Regions from separate parts of the Triticum aestivum genome. Here region 1 is linked to region 2. The links are chromatin contacts, called in public Hi-C maps. All regions are on one chromosome and are shown on one strand. Each heading gives the region's core, a stretch centred on a gene start, on an enhancer-like site or on the middle of the called end of the contact. The rest is flanking DNA. Distances are from core to core; before and after follow the strand shown.

Region 1 (6,650 bases), core at 3,431-5,930, 260 kb before region 2:
AGATCCAGGCATTCCAAAGAATGCATGCCAAATCCAAGTCTCCCGATCGGCCACCGCTTCAAAGATTATAGTGGAACCCTTTTTTTGGCCGTGGAATTGCCCATGCCATGCCTTTGGACAATTCTTCTAACTCCAATGCATGCAATCTATTGAGCCAAGCATGCCAGGAAAACCGCGAGCTTTGTTCATCGCCAATAGCCTTGCGACGTCTTCAGCATTAGGAGATCTCAAATACTCCTCGCCAAACACTTGCACAATTCCCACTGCAAAGCGCTTGACACACACGATGGCTTGGCTCTCACCCATAGCCAAGTGATCATCAACAAGATCAGCCAGTATACCGTATGCCAACATACGCAAAGCGGCTATCACCTTCTGAAAGGTGCTATGCCCGAGCTCTCCGGCGGCATTCCTCCTTTGCTGAAAAAAATGGTCATGGCTGGCTAGTTTCTCTGCAATGCGCCTGAACAACTCAGTGCTCATCCTAAACCGGCGACGAAAATACGACTCGGGGTATATGGGATTCTACGCAAAATAATGCCTGATCAATCTGTTGTGGGCATCGATCCTATCCCTCCAAATTTTCTGCCGACCCATAACCGAACCACCGTGCTTCGGTTTTTTATATATGCATAGCTAGGATCATTGCAAGATCTTCCTCCTCTTCCATATCAATTCTTCTTCGGAAGAATCATACGACGAACTCATCTACAATGTTCAATACTATACTATAAGAACTACAATTCAAACATGCATCAAATTCATGAAGTTTGAGCAATACATACCTTGTAGGCGTTTTGTCAAACACCTTGCGGGCGCGGCGCGGCAGCGAGCGCTCGGGCGCTGTTCCTCAGACGACGAAGGCGCGCGAGCGCCGGCGGGACTAGGAGGGGATGGGGCGGAAGCGCGGGCGCGCGGGGATAGGCCGGGGAAGCCTGAACGGTCGCCGGGGGGCGCGGGCGGCGGCGGCGGCGCGGCCGGACGGGGGGTGGAAGTGAGAGAGGAAGTGCGGGCGCGAGCGCTGGAGTGTGCCGCGCGCTGTAGCGGGCGCCCGAAATACGCCGCGCGGGTAAGTGTTTTCAACCGCGCGCCCAACCCGTTATAGCGCGCGCGCCGTTTTTGCGCGCCCGCTGAAGCGACCCGCTGCGTTGCGCACGCGCTAAAACGGCCTAATTTGCGGCGCGGCGCTAGTTTAGCGCGGCTGTTGGAGATGCTCTTACTTTAAGTAGGTCTAGTATTACTCAGAGTTTGAGTTGATCGTGGTGCATGCAACAAAGCTTTTTCTTAGGAATACGTTTGTACCTGACGCACCGGCTGAACTTTGGGTCGACGCACGTGAGACGTTGGAGGGAATCGTATGGCATGAGCACGTGCTGGCCCCACCTTATCTCTTTGTTGTTCCCTCCCCACCTTGTCTCTTTCTCCTCCACTCGCATTCCTCCCCCACCGGCTCGCTCTCCCCTGGCCTCTGCGGGAACTGCTCGCTAGCGAGCTGCTACAACACGCGACCGGGTACAAGTCATGGCCATGACAGGCCGGCCACTTCCTCCGGCGCCAAGTCATGGCCACGCACACACCCCCTGGCGACGCCGCCGCTTGCACAAAGACGCGACCATAGGCTCACTCTTCCCTGAATCGCTCCGCCATGGGGCAATGGACGGCGATGGAGGCATCGCAGACAGCCATGCGCCTTCATGCTGCAACCGCTTACAAAAAAGCTTCAAACCCTAGATAAAAAGCTTCAACGGGATGTAGAGAAAGCTACAAGCGATCAGTGCCAACGCAGAAAGCTACAACCGTCAACATAAAATGCTACAAGCCTTCGATCAAAAACCTTCAATTGAAACATCAGAGAAAGCCTTAACCAAGCGTTGCTTAAAAAAAGAAATAGGTGCAACCATTGATAGAAAAACTTTGACCATAGTTGAGAAAAGCTCCAACTATTGAGAGAGAAAGCTACAACCAGACACCGGGCAATTAGAAAAGTTGCAACCATGATAGAGAATGCTTCAATCGTATGTGTGAAAAGCTTCAGTCGACGAGGGGAAAATCTACGACCAGCGAGGAGGCAAAAGTTTTTGCTGCAACCGTATCGTTGTTTTGCTACTACGGGCGACCTTTTTTGCCACATCCATGCGAGCGGAGCTCGCCCTGCGACGGCGGCGACATTTTTTGTTTTGTTGCAACCGTCGATGTTTTTTGCTACTATAGGCGATGTATTTTGCTACATCCATTCAATTATTATTTTACTGGTGGTCGTGGACCACGCAATTCGTGTAGCAAGCTTTGACGGCGGGCGGCGCTGCTACATCCATGGAGCGTAAATGGCAGGAGTTGCACCCGATCTATGACGGCGTTGCAATCAGGTTGAGGCGGAGCTGCACGAGGGGGTTGTGAGGCGTCGGGTGCGAGCGGCAGAGGGGTTGTATGGTGTCGGATGCGAGCGGCGACCGTCGCCCTCGCGGAGCTGCGCACGAAGGCGAAGGCGCGTGGGGCAGAGGGGTAGAGGTGCGTGGGGCAGAGGGGCGGAAGCGCACACGTCGGAGATTGAAGACGACTCAGGAAGGGGGAAGGTGCCAGATTAGATGGCTATAAGACCCGCCGACACCTAGCACTGCCTTTTATTTATGAGCAATGCTACATCTACCTAGGGAGTTACGAAAATCTTACGCGGTTAGCCAATCGGCAGATTGTGATTGGGACTAGGTCGAGGAGAGGCTCACCCCCCCGAAAATCAGGAGGGAAAAGAGAATTAGTGATGGAGTGTCACGTAACTTCCTTCGTAGGTGTAGGATTATTAATTTTATAAAAAAAGAAAGAAAACTTTTCGGTCATTTAAGATAAAATATGGTACACCTATGTTTTTGTTAAGCATAGGTACATGTGGTACACCTACGTCTCTTTCTGGGTGCAACATTGTTTCTTTTTTGCGAAACTAGGTGCAGCATTGCTCATCAAAGATATAGCAAATCTGCACGAATTAAAGCTTGATATTTTGTTTCGGGGTTTGGGATTTGAGGTTGAGTTTGTCTAGGACACATCTAGATGTGACATAATTATGTTACATCTAAGTTGATGTTCACTCTATTAGTGGTATTTTTTTGTCTTAGTTTTTTTATTTCTTGTTGATGCATTATATATTTGTGAAAGATCAGATGTGACATACTTAAAAATAATCTAGATGTAAATTAGATAAATTGTTTGAGGTTATGGGTTTTGTGTGCCTAAATTTAGATATGAACTAGTAGTATTCTCTAACATTAGGTGCCATCACTGCCATGTCCCCATCACCCATGCCACATGTTGCACAAAGAAAATATCGAGATGGCAACTCGAACTTATACACCACAGTGTAATAATTTAACAGACGCGGCTGCTCGCAGCGACTTCGACAGTGAAATAGGCTATCAGCCAACAATATAACATCAGCAGAGACGGGGACGTACGAGATCCACGACGAGTTGTCCTAATCATCGTCTCTAGTTCTCTAGGCGGTCGAGCTCGGCGCGGTGCTCTCCACGAACGCCGAGATCTCCGCGACGAGCTTGCCGGTCTCGGGCAGCGCCGGGAAGAAGTAGAAGGCGTGTACAGCCTCCGTGAACTCCACCACGCGCACCTCCTTGCCCTTCCGGCGCAGCATGCCGGCGTACCGCCTCCCCCAGTCCTGGAGCGGGTCGAGCCCGCCGACGACCACCATCGCCCGCGGGAACGCATCCGGCAGCTCCGGCTCCGGGCCGGCCTCGCCCGTCACGTGCGCGGCCGGGTGGTTTCGGTCGGCGCCCTCCGGCAAGTACGCCTTCCACCAGAAGTCGGACCGGCGGAGGTTCACGATCGGGGCCACGCCCTCCAGCGCTTGCTCCGACTCGGTCCGGTCCTCTCCGCCGAAGTAGGAGGACAGGAGCAGGAGGCCGGCGAGGTGGACGGCTGGAGGCGTTGTCGCGGGTGCCGCCGTCCAGCGCTGGGCCACGTGGTGCGCGATGTTGGCGCCGGCGCTGTCGCCGGCGAGGAAGCAGCGGGAGAGGTCGACGCGGACGGGGACCTCGGCGGGCAGGCCGGTGGTGGCGAGGTACCGGAGGGCGGCCTCCCCGTCGTCGTAGGCCGCGGGGTAGCGGTGCTCGGGCGCGAGGCGGTAGGTCACGGACACGACGACGGCGCCCGTCTCGCGGCACATGGTGCGGCAGAGCGCGTCGTAGGGCCGGGTGGCCGCGGAGAACACCGTGAAGCCGCCGCCGTGGAAGTAGACGATCACGGGGCGCGGCGACGCGTCTGCCTCCGCCCCCGCCCCGGCCGTAAAGTAGACGCGGGCCCGCACGCCGGTGGACGCGTCGACGGTGACGTCCACGGAGCGGACGCCCCCGGCGTCGGCGCGCGCGGGGTTGGCGGGCGCCTGGCGGTCCACGAGCAGCGAGAAGAGGAAGCGGTTGACGGTGCCGTCCCGGCGCTGCGTGGCGTCGACGGCGGCCTCGAGCGCGCGCAGCTGGAGACGCACCGCCCACGGCATCGCCACCACGCGCGCCCGGAGCTCCCTGCGCGCGACGTCGCTGGCCATTCTCTCCGTTGCGCTGGGGGGCTAGCTCGGCCTCTGCCTTTATCGATTCTTCTGCCGGTGTTTGTGTCTGTCATCACTACAGTGACAAAGACAACGTCCGCGTCATGCAGCCACGAGTTAATTGTACACAAGTACTTTCTCCGTTTCAAAATTTCAAAATAAATGACTCAACTATTTTGACTCTATTTTGAAACCGATAGAGTACCACAATTAAGACATTACATGTACATTGGTATCATTTTTGCTAATTTTTACATGTCAGGAGGCTGATAGTTGCAAAAAGTCTAATCCGCGTATAAACATGTATTGACAATGTATCTGACCAGCTGGACCCGCTTGTCAGGTGCCGACACGGCATGTTCTTTTGCAAAAAAACCCTCTTATTTTGTGAGAAAAAGGCTCCTGAGAGCTCGCGCGCTAACAACCAAGCCACACACGAGCTAGCGTTGTAGTGCATGCGTCTACTCTTTTGTATTTCTCTCTTCGTCCCAAAATTCTTATTTTAGATTTGTTTAAATACGGATAGAGTATGACGCAAACGCTGGGCCAGCCCACCGATGTCTGCATTTTTCTTTTCATTTCGCACTTAACTTGCCCGCGTGCTGGGCTCGTTCGTTGCCCCGATTACTATTCCTTTCATTTCTCTTATGCTTTCAAATACGCATGAACATTTTTTTAATGTACGCTGAGCACTTTTTCTGCTTATAGTGAACATTTTTCAATGCAAGATGAACATTTCTTTACAACCGGTTAACATTTTCTTAATAAAATGATTTTTTGGTAATATCCATTGAACATATTTTAAATGCAAATTGAATATTTTTGTGATTTATGTTGAATTTTTTTCTTAAGATATGGTGAACATTTTACATAATGCATAGTGAACCTTTTTAAATTTATGGTGAACATTTTATTAATACAGGATGAGTTTCAAGAACTTTTTGCCCCGATTCTTAATCATTCTTGCATTCAATGCATTAAAATTGAAATATGATATTAAATGCATTAAATTTTAGAAACATGCCACAGAACATGTATTACAAATAATTTTGTAATCATAATAAACTTTATAAATGCATTAACACTGTTCAACTTTTATTAAAAGATCAACGTGTTTCTGGAAATGCAAGAATGATTTTGCACAATAAGTTTTTAATACATGCTGAACATTTTTTGAAATACAAAAATTTCACCATGTATTAAGAACATATTCACCATAATATTCTTGAAACTCATCGTGTATTAAGACAATGTTCACCATAAATTACAAAACAATCACTGCTACATTAAGTAAAATGTTCATCTATTTTAAGAAAATTGATCAACCTATATTACAAAAATGTTCAAATTGCATTTAAAATATGGTCAACGTTCATTATAATGGAAAAAATGTTAACCGTTTGTAAAGAAAAAGTTGACAACCTGTATTAAAAATAATTGTGTAATCATAATAAATTTTAGAAATGAATTAAAACTGTTCAACTTTTATTAAAAATATAAACGTGTTTCTGGAAATGCTAGAATGATTTTACGCAATAAGTTTTTAATACATGCTGAACTTTTTTTGAAATACAAAAAATTCACCATGTATTAATAAAATATTCACCTTAATATTCAATATAAATAAAAAATTGTAATCATAATATTCTTGAAACTCTTTGTGTATTAAGAAAATGTTCACCATAGATCAAAAAAAGTTCACCGCGCATTATGAAAGCATAAGAGAAATGAAAGGAATATAAATCTGGGCAACGAACGAGCCCAGCACGCGTGCCAGTTAAGTCCGAAAAGAAAAAAGATATGCAGGCCTCGGTGGGCCGGCCCAGAGTTTTTTGCATAGTATAAAAGAAATGACGCCTGTAGTACAATGCGTGCTCCGCGGTGTCATATTTGTTAGCGCGCGACGCATCTATACGGTAGGTCGCCTTGTTTTTCTGTTGTTCTATTTATTTGTGGAAGTGGACGGAAATTTTCAAACCAGTCTGATTCGATGGTGAAAATTGCGGACGAAAAAAAGCCTCTCAGGAAATTGGGCGTCTATGTGATTACATAGAAAGCAAGGGAGTTTTCTGCAAAAGACATGTCACATTGACACCTGACG
Region 2 (6,913 bases), core at 420-2,919:
GCAGACCAAAAAAAGCAAGTTGTTCAAAATTGTAACAACTCTAGTAGCTTGCACGTTATAAGTTACAGTGGGGAACATTTGAAGCTGCAACTCAGCCATGCAAAAACATAGATTCGCTTAACTAAGTAAAAACTATCAAACCACTAGTTCTCCTTAAATTCAGCTACTGCAGCATATGCGTACTATTTATGATGTGTATAAGAGATGACATACTGAGGGTACATCGGCCATATGGGCCTTGTTCTAATTTTATTCGAGGAGCTGACAGTGGGAATGTTCATTTTCAACCTCTCTGCCTCTAGAGATCAGAAGACACTATAATGTGCTCTATTCTCCAAAGAAGACAATGAACTGCACATTCTGCATAACACAACTAACGTACACCAACATATTATATTGCAAACACTAATATTTATTTCCTTTTTACTTTCTTGCCGAACAACCATACAGGCATTTTAGAACTGCTCATGACACAAAAAAGAGCAAAGTAACAAACATGTGAATACCAAGTTATATTGTTCAATTTCATTGGCCATATTGAGGCTTTATTTCATTTTCAACCTCTATTGCCTCTCTAGAGATCAGAAATGAATACTCAACTCTACAATGTGCTATGAACATGATTGGTTTCCTACCACTTTTTGACACCAAACAAATTATACTCTATATTCCCCACAGTAGGCAATGAACTGCGCATTCTGCATTACTGTACCATTTTTACTTTCTTCCCAAATAACCATACAGGCATCTTACAACTGCTCATGACACAAAAAATAGTGAATTAACAAAAACATGTCAAAACCAACTTATATTTTGCGATTTCATCCGCCATATTGAGTTTTGCTTTAGTTTCATTTTCAACCTCTGTTGCCTCTCTAGAGATCGGAGGTGCAAATTCAACTCTAAGGTGCTCTATTCTCCACAGAAGGCAATGAACTACCCGTTATGCATAAATGCAACAGATCTATGCTGATGGACTGCATTTTGAGTACTGTTTACTTGTTTCCTTCTACTTATAGCCAAACGACCATTTTGATCAGTTAGAACTGCTCATGACACGATAAAGGGGAAGAAATGAGAATATTAAAAGCAATTCAGTCGCGGCACTAAATAGTACGATGAAAACCTAGATTCGGTGCATTTTAAATGTAAAATAGAATGAAATTTCACTAAATCTTCACATAATTCACCATAATACAGAACCCTAGTGATCCCAAACAACAGAACAGGAAGGAGAAGAGAGGAGGAGAGGCAATGGGGTCAAGACCTGGTACTCCCACTCGGCGGCGACGGCCATGGCGAGCGTGCGCGAGTGCAGCTTGAGCGGGCGCTTGGCGGGCGTCTTGAGGGTGCGGTAGTCGAGCATGACCGTCCACCCGTTGCCGTCGTCGGCGCGGCGCACGGTGGCGTCGCGGTAGAAGCGCTTCCCCACCACGGACCCCGTCATGAACGACATGGGCATGGACACCGAGGTCTCGTCCCGCGTCGACGAGGACGAGGGCTTCCTCACGTAGATCGCCTCGCCCCCCGCCTCCTCCCCGCCCGGAGACGCCTCCGCCGCCGTGCCCAGCAGCCGCCGCCCGGCCGCGCATCGCCGCAGGAGGAGCAGGCGGCGGCCCGCGAGTATGGTCGCCATTCCTCTGCCTGGTCGCCGCTTCACCTGGGCCTTCACTCTCCCAATCTGTAGTACCCTACAAAAGTAATTCCAGCCCGTCAACGAACCCGGCCCATTTGTAAACCCAGCAGGCTGCTCTCTGGCCCATGCAGGCCCATCAAGGAGGCCCGGAGAACGTTCCAGACGCGTCTGGCGTCTGACTTAGGCCCCACCGCCCCCACGCGGCCGCGCATGGTGGGTCCGGTTCGTCTCGACGACGCCAAAGAGGCGACCAGCGACTCGGACCGAATTCCCCAGCTGCAGTTCCTGCCTTTCCTTTCCCTTCCCTTCCCACATTGCAAACCCTGCACGCTACGGCGACCGCGCCGCGCGAGATCCAGGACCCCGACCGGCCGCCCCGCCGTCGCGCATGCGCTCGCCGTGACCGGATCTCGCGCCATGGCCATCGCGGAGGCGTCCCCCTTCGCGGACCTGCCCTTCCCCGACGACCTGCCGGAGTTCCCGCACGGCCCCGTCGGGGACGACGACGCCTTCGCCCTGGACGGCTTCGATCTCGACGATCTGGACATCGACTTCGACTTCGACCTCGACCTCGACCTCCTCCCCACCGACGACGTGCAGCTCCCGTCGCCGCCGCCGCCGCTCGCCACGTCCTCCTCCTCGGCCGGGTCGCCGGGCGGGGCAGGGGACTCCTCCTCCGGCTCCGGTGCCGGAGCGGACGGCGGCCTGAAGAACGACGAGTCCTCGGAGACGTCTTCCAGGAGCGCGAGCGCTGGAAGCGACGGCAAGGCTATGAACGGGGAGGGTGAGGACGACAAGCGGCGGGCGCGGCTGGTGCGGAACAGGGAGAGCGCACACCTGTCGCGGCAGAGGAAGAAGCAGTACGTGGAGGAGCTGGAGGGGAAGGTCAAGGCCATGCAGGCCACCATCGCCGACCTCTCCACCAGGATCTCCTGCGTCACGGCTGAGAACGCCGCTCTCAAGCAGCAACTGGCCGGTGCCGGTGGCGCAGGCGTCCCGCCGCCGCTGCCGATGTACCCTGGATTGTACCCTTTGCCGCTGCCATGGATGCACCCGGCTTATGCGATGGGAGCGCACGGCTCCCAAGTGCCGCTCATGCCGATACCTCGGCTGAAAACCAAGCAGCCTGCGTCGGCTGCCGCAGAGCCACCGGCCAAGAAGTCTAGGAAGACCAAGAAGGTTGCTAGTGTTAGCCTCCTTGGATTGCTGTTCCTGATGATGCTCTGTGGGTGTTTGGTTCCTGCGGTAAATCGGATGTATGGAGCAGTTGATTCCCGAGAAGGAATTGTGCTTGGTCCATCACAATCACGTCATGGGAGGGTTCTGGCTGTTGACGGGCCTCGAGATGGTGTCTTGGAAGGTGTTGATTCGAAGTTGCCGCATAATTCAAGTGAGACGCTCCCGGCGTTGTTGTATATTCCTAGGAATGGGAAGCATGTCAAGATCAATGGAAATTTGGTTATCCGGTCTGTTGTTGCGAGTGAGAAAGCCTCTTCGCGCATGTGTCACTCTGATGGGAAGACTTCATGTAACCAAGGACAAGAAGATACTAGTTTGGCAATTCCTGGCCATGTTGCTCAGTTGAATTCTGGAGAAGTCATGGAATCTGCTAAAGCAATAAAAAATAAACTGATGGCTTTACCTCCTGGAGATGGAAGCATATACAGAGACGATGATGAATTACTGCCACAATGGTTTAGTGAAGCAATGTCAGGTAAGGATGCTACAAAAGTTGCATAGTGCTTTAGATTTGAAAAACAAATTACTCATGTGTGTGTGTGCCATGTCGGTTTTATACTTGTTATCATACTGTGACCTTGATACGAATGTAGCAGTCACTAGCTGATGCAACTTCCTAATAGATAATGTTTTTATGTTTGCAAGTAACTTAGCCAACATAAGGGTGGCAATTTTCTGGAAATATTATCTAGTGGATGCCTCTGTTTCGATCAGTAGACAACTTGAAAAGTGGTTACCATTTAGTATGGATAACGAGGCGATCATGGGCTTATATGGTTATGTCACTTGGTCAATGAACGCATTCCAAGAGTTTATGTTTGGTGTATTATTGCCTTGTGCAGTTGCAACAATTGCTAATGCAGCATATTACACAACATGTGCTCGTGCATGGACGCAGTATCAGTATGCATGTTATAACATACTCCCTCTGTAAACTAATATAAGAGCGTTTAGATCACTACTTTAGTATTCTAAACGCTCTTATATTACTTTACGGAGGGAGTACAATATTACTTGTGGACTGATGCAGCATATATAAATTTAGCATGTCCCTAAAACTTCATTGCTCTTGAAATAATTTGACTAACCCAATGTAAAATGCTTAGTTGAACATGATAGAGCATGTAATTGACTGTACCAGTAGCATGTTTTTCCTTAAGTTCCGTCATTTCTGTGTATTTAGTTGTCCAAATTGGGTGGCATACATTTCTAAATTGTTTGCATTGAGATATGTGATGTGCTATCTCACTTGCAATTGTACAGTTACACATGTATTTATAGAAAATTTCTAGAAAATCGAATTGTAGCTTGACATTAGGGATTTATTCTTGTAGGAAAAATAGGTGCCATCTCAGTTGCCTTTGTCCAGTTTAATTCAATTAAACCTGTCATTAACAGCAGTTAGTTACTGCAACTAGTCTGTTCCTTCATTTGCTGATAGTTGTTGCTTCCGATTGGTTGCTTTTAACATACAACATTGATGGTTTGTGGACTATTGTGGTATTATAAATTTGACTCGTCATTGATGAAAGCTCTGACAGAGTCTGACGGAAGAAAACACTGATACTTCCAGCAACCAGTGTATCCGTATCGGATACCGTATCCGATACTGATTCTTTCCCGTTACGTCCCCGATACTTCTCAAGCTCTAGTAGTGCCGGTGGAAGGCTCCCCCGGTGCTCCTGCTCCCCTTCCCCCCACTATCCTATAGAATTCTATCTAATGGAAGACTGTTGATTTCCTCCTCCTCCTCCTCCTCCCTTTGTATCTAACTGAACTTTTATGTTTGGTAAATTGCTGTTATCCTTTGGCTGTTGGTTCTTGCTTTTGTTGGAATCATGGATAAGATGATGGAAGATAATGGATTGCACTGACTAAATATATGCTAAATGGCTTGGTGCTTAATTGATAACATACTTTTTATATTATTTTCAAAAATAGTCAAATGTATCCCCGTATTGACACTTTTCAGAAATGACATATTCATGTATCTGTATTGCCCTGATACTGATACGCGTATTCGTACCGGTGCAATCTATACTCTGGCGAAACCCAGTGTAAAATGATTAGCTGGGCTTGATAGAGCATGTAATTGACTGTACCAATAGCATGTTTTTTGTTAGTTTGCTAATTTCTGCCGGTTTTGTGTATGTAGTTGTGACACCCGAATTGAGTAGCAATGTGATGTGCTATCTCAGTTGCCATTGTACAACTATACATATATTTGTGAAGAACTGAATTGTAGCTTGACATTAGGGATTTGATCCTGTAGGAAGAAGTGTGTGCTATCTCAGTAGCTTTTGAACAGTTGAATTCAATTGTACACTGTTACTGCAAGTAGTTTCCTTCTTCATTTGCTGAAAGTTATTCCTTCCCATTTTTTTTCAGGTCCTATGTTGAGCTCCGGAATGTGCACCGAAGTGTTCCAGTTTGATATATCGCCGACCACCATTGTTCCTGTCTACTCCAGTGGTATGCACAACGCATCACATAACTCCACGGAGAACCTCACCTCCAGTCAGTCCGATAAGGTCAAGAACAGAAGGATTTTACATTCCATGGCCGTTCCCCTAAAAGGTTCAACGTCCAACCACACCGATCACCTCAAAGCGCACCCCAAGAACGAGAGCTTTGCTGGAAACAAACCGGCTTCATCAGTGGTGGTCTCTGTCCTGGCTGACCCGAGAGTGGACGCTGATGGAAGGATCTCTTCGAAGTCATTGTCGCGTATATTTGTTGTAGTCCTTGTTGACAGTGTAAAGTATGTCACTTACTCTTGCGTCCTGCCGTTCAAAACCCATAGCCCTCATCTGTGAGCTGGGTTTTCACCGGAGCAGTGTGTGTTTAGGTTATACTACCGATTAACAGGACTGGAATTTTCCCAAAGGAACTGATGTTCTGTGCATGTTAATAGAGTTGCAGTTAATTAACTCAAATAATCAGTTGACTGTTTATTACTGCCATATATGTGCTTTTATCTGCTTGCCTATCTCTCACACAATTTCATTTTCCAAACTTGGCCAAGGTGATCAAAAATTAATGCCCTAGTCTTCTGTGATCTTGTCGCAATATTGCAAGATACTGATGCGAGTAGGGTATGGTCTTGTAAAGATTCATAGAATTAGACAAACTTTCTCTCTTGAAGAGATGATCATATTGGCCCAACCCTAATATTGCGATTTTGAGCCAAAATGGCACTCAAACAAGAGTCATGACACGCCCATATCATATTGGCCCGCTCGAGCTCGTGAGCCTCATATTCGGAGGTTGTGGGTGCTAATTTCAAGCAAGCTTCATTCGTACAATTCTTAGAGCATCTCCAGCCGTTCGCCCCCCAGGGCGCATAAAAATCATCCCCTGGAGGCGAGCCGGCGATTCAATCGGCGCTGGGGCGGTTTCGCGCCCAGTCGTCGCTCCCAGGCACCGATATTGGCTCACTTTTCAACCCCATTTCGGCGAATAAAGGGTCCATATGAGCGACAATAGGCCCATATTCGGCGTGGTTCGCCGTTGTTCGGTGTTCAATTATACACATAATTTTTTTATTATATATTTCATCACAGAAATATCAAATACTTCAACAAAATAGTACAACAACAAATAGTTCAATACAAATTATATAGTTCAACAAATAAAAAACTCATATTTCATCACACGTCACGCGCGGCGTCGCCCTTGAGCCTCCATAGATGCTCTATCAGATCTTGCTGCAGTTGATGATGCACCTGTGGGTCTCGGATCTCCTGACGCATACTGAGATAGGCAGTCCAGGTTGCCGGTAGCTGGTGATCAACTTTGGCTAGAGGACCCTGCCTGTAGTATGGTTCAGTGTCAAACACTGGGTCTTCTTGCTCGCTCTCGATGAACATGTTGTGCAAGATGACACAGCAAGTTATAATCTTCCACATTTGATCTTTCGACCAGGTCCGAGCGGGGTACCGGACAACAACAAATCGAGATTGGAGCACACCAAATGCCCGCTCGACATCCTTCCTGCAAGCCTCCCGAACCTTCGCAAACCAGGCATTCTTGCCTCCT

Evidence for each region. A called contact is a pair of places that touch in the nucleus more often than the background predicts.
Region 1: a contact with region 2 is called in a Hi-C map of leaf, with 5 times the contacts expected there. The contact joins the promoter of LOC123184888 here to the promoter of LOC123187749 in region 2. A contact is called at or near these places in 4 of 5 Hi-C or Micro-C datasets (leaf and an unstated tissue) and 1 of 1 datasets of contacts at active chromatin or transcription factors (leaf).

Annotation. Positions count from the first base shown.
Region 1 is chr2A:93,022,202-93,028,851 of IWGSC CS RefSeq v2.1, reverse strand. It overlaps LOC123184888 (probable carboxylesterase 18), which reads right to left and starts at 4,680. Exons shown (of 1, transcript XM_044596929.1): 1 at 3,291-4,680. The coding sequence starts at 4,549. The coding sequence ends at 3,488.
Region 2 is chr2A:92,759,179-92,766,091 of IWGSC CS RefSeq v2.1, reverse strand. LOC123187749 (ATP synthase mitochondrial F1 complex assembly factor 2) reads right to left here and starts at 1,669. Exons shown (of 4, transcript XM_044599674.1): 1 at 1,268-1,669. The coding sequence starts at 1,636. It overlaps LOC123187748 (bZIP transcription factor 60), which reads left to right and starts at 1,900. Exons shown (of 2, transcript XM_044599673.1): 1 at 1,900-3,350; 2 at 5,264-5,814. The coding sequence starts at 2,054. The coding sequence ends at 5,691.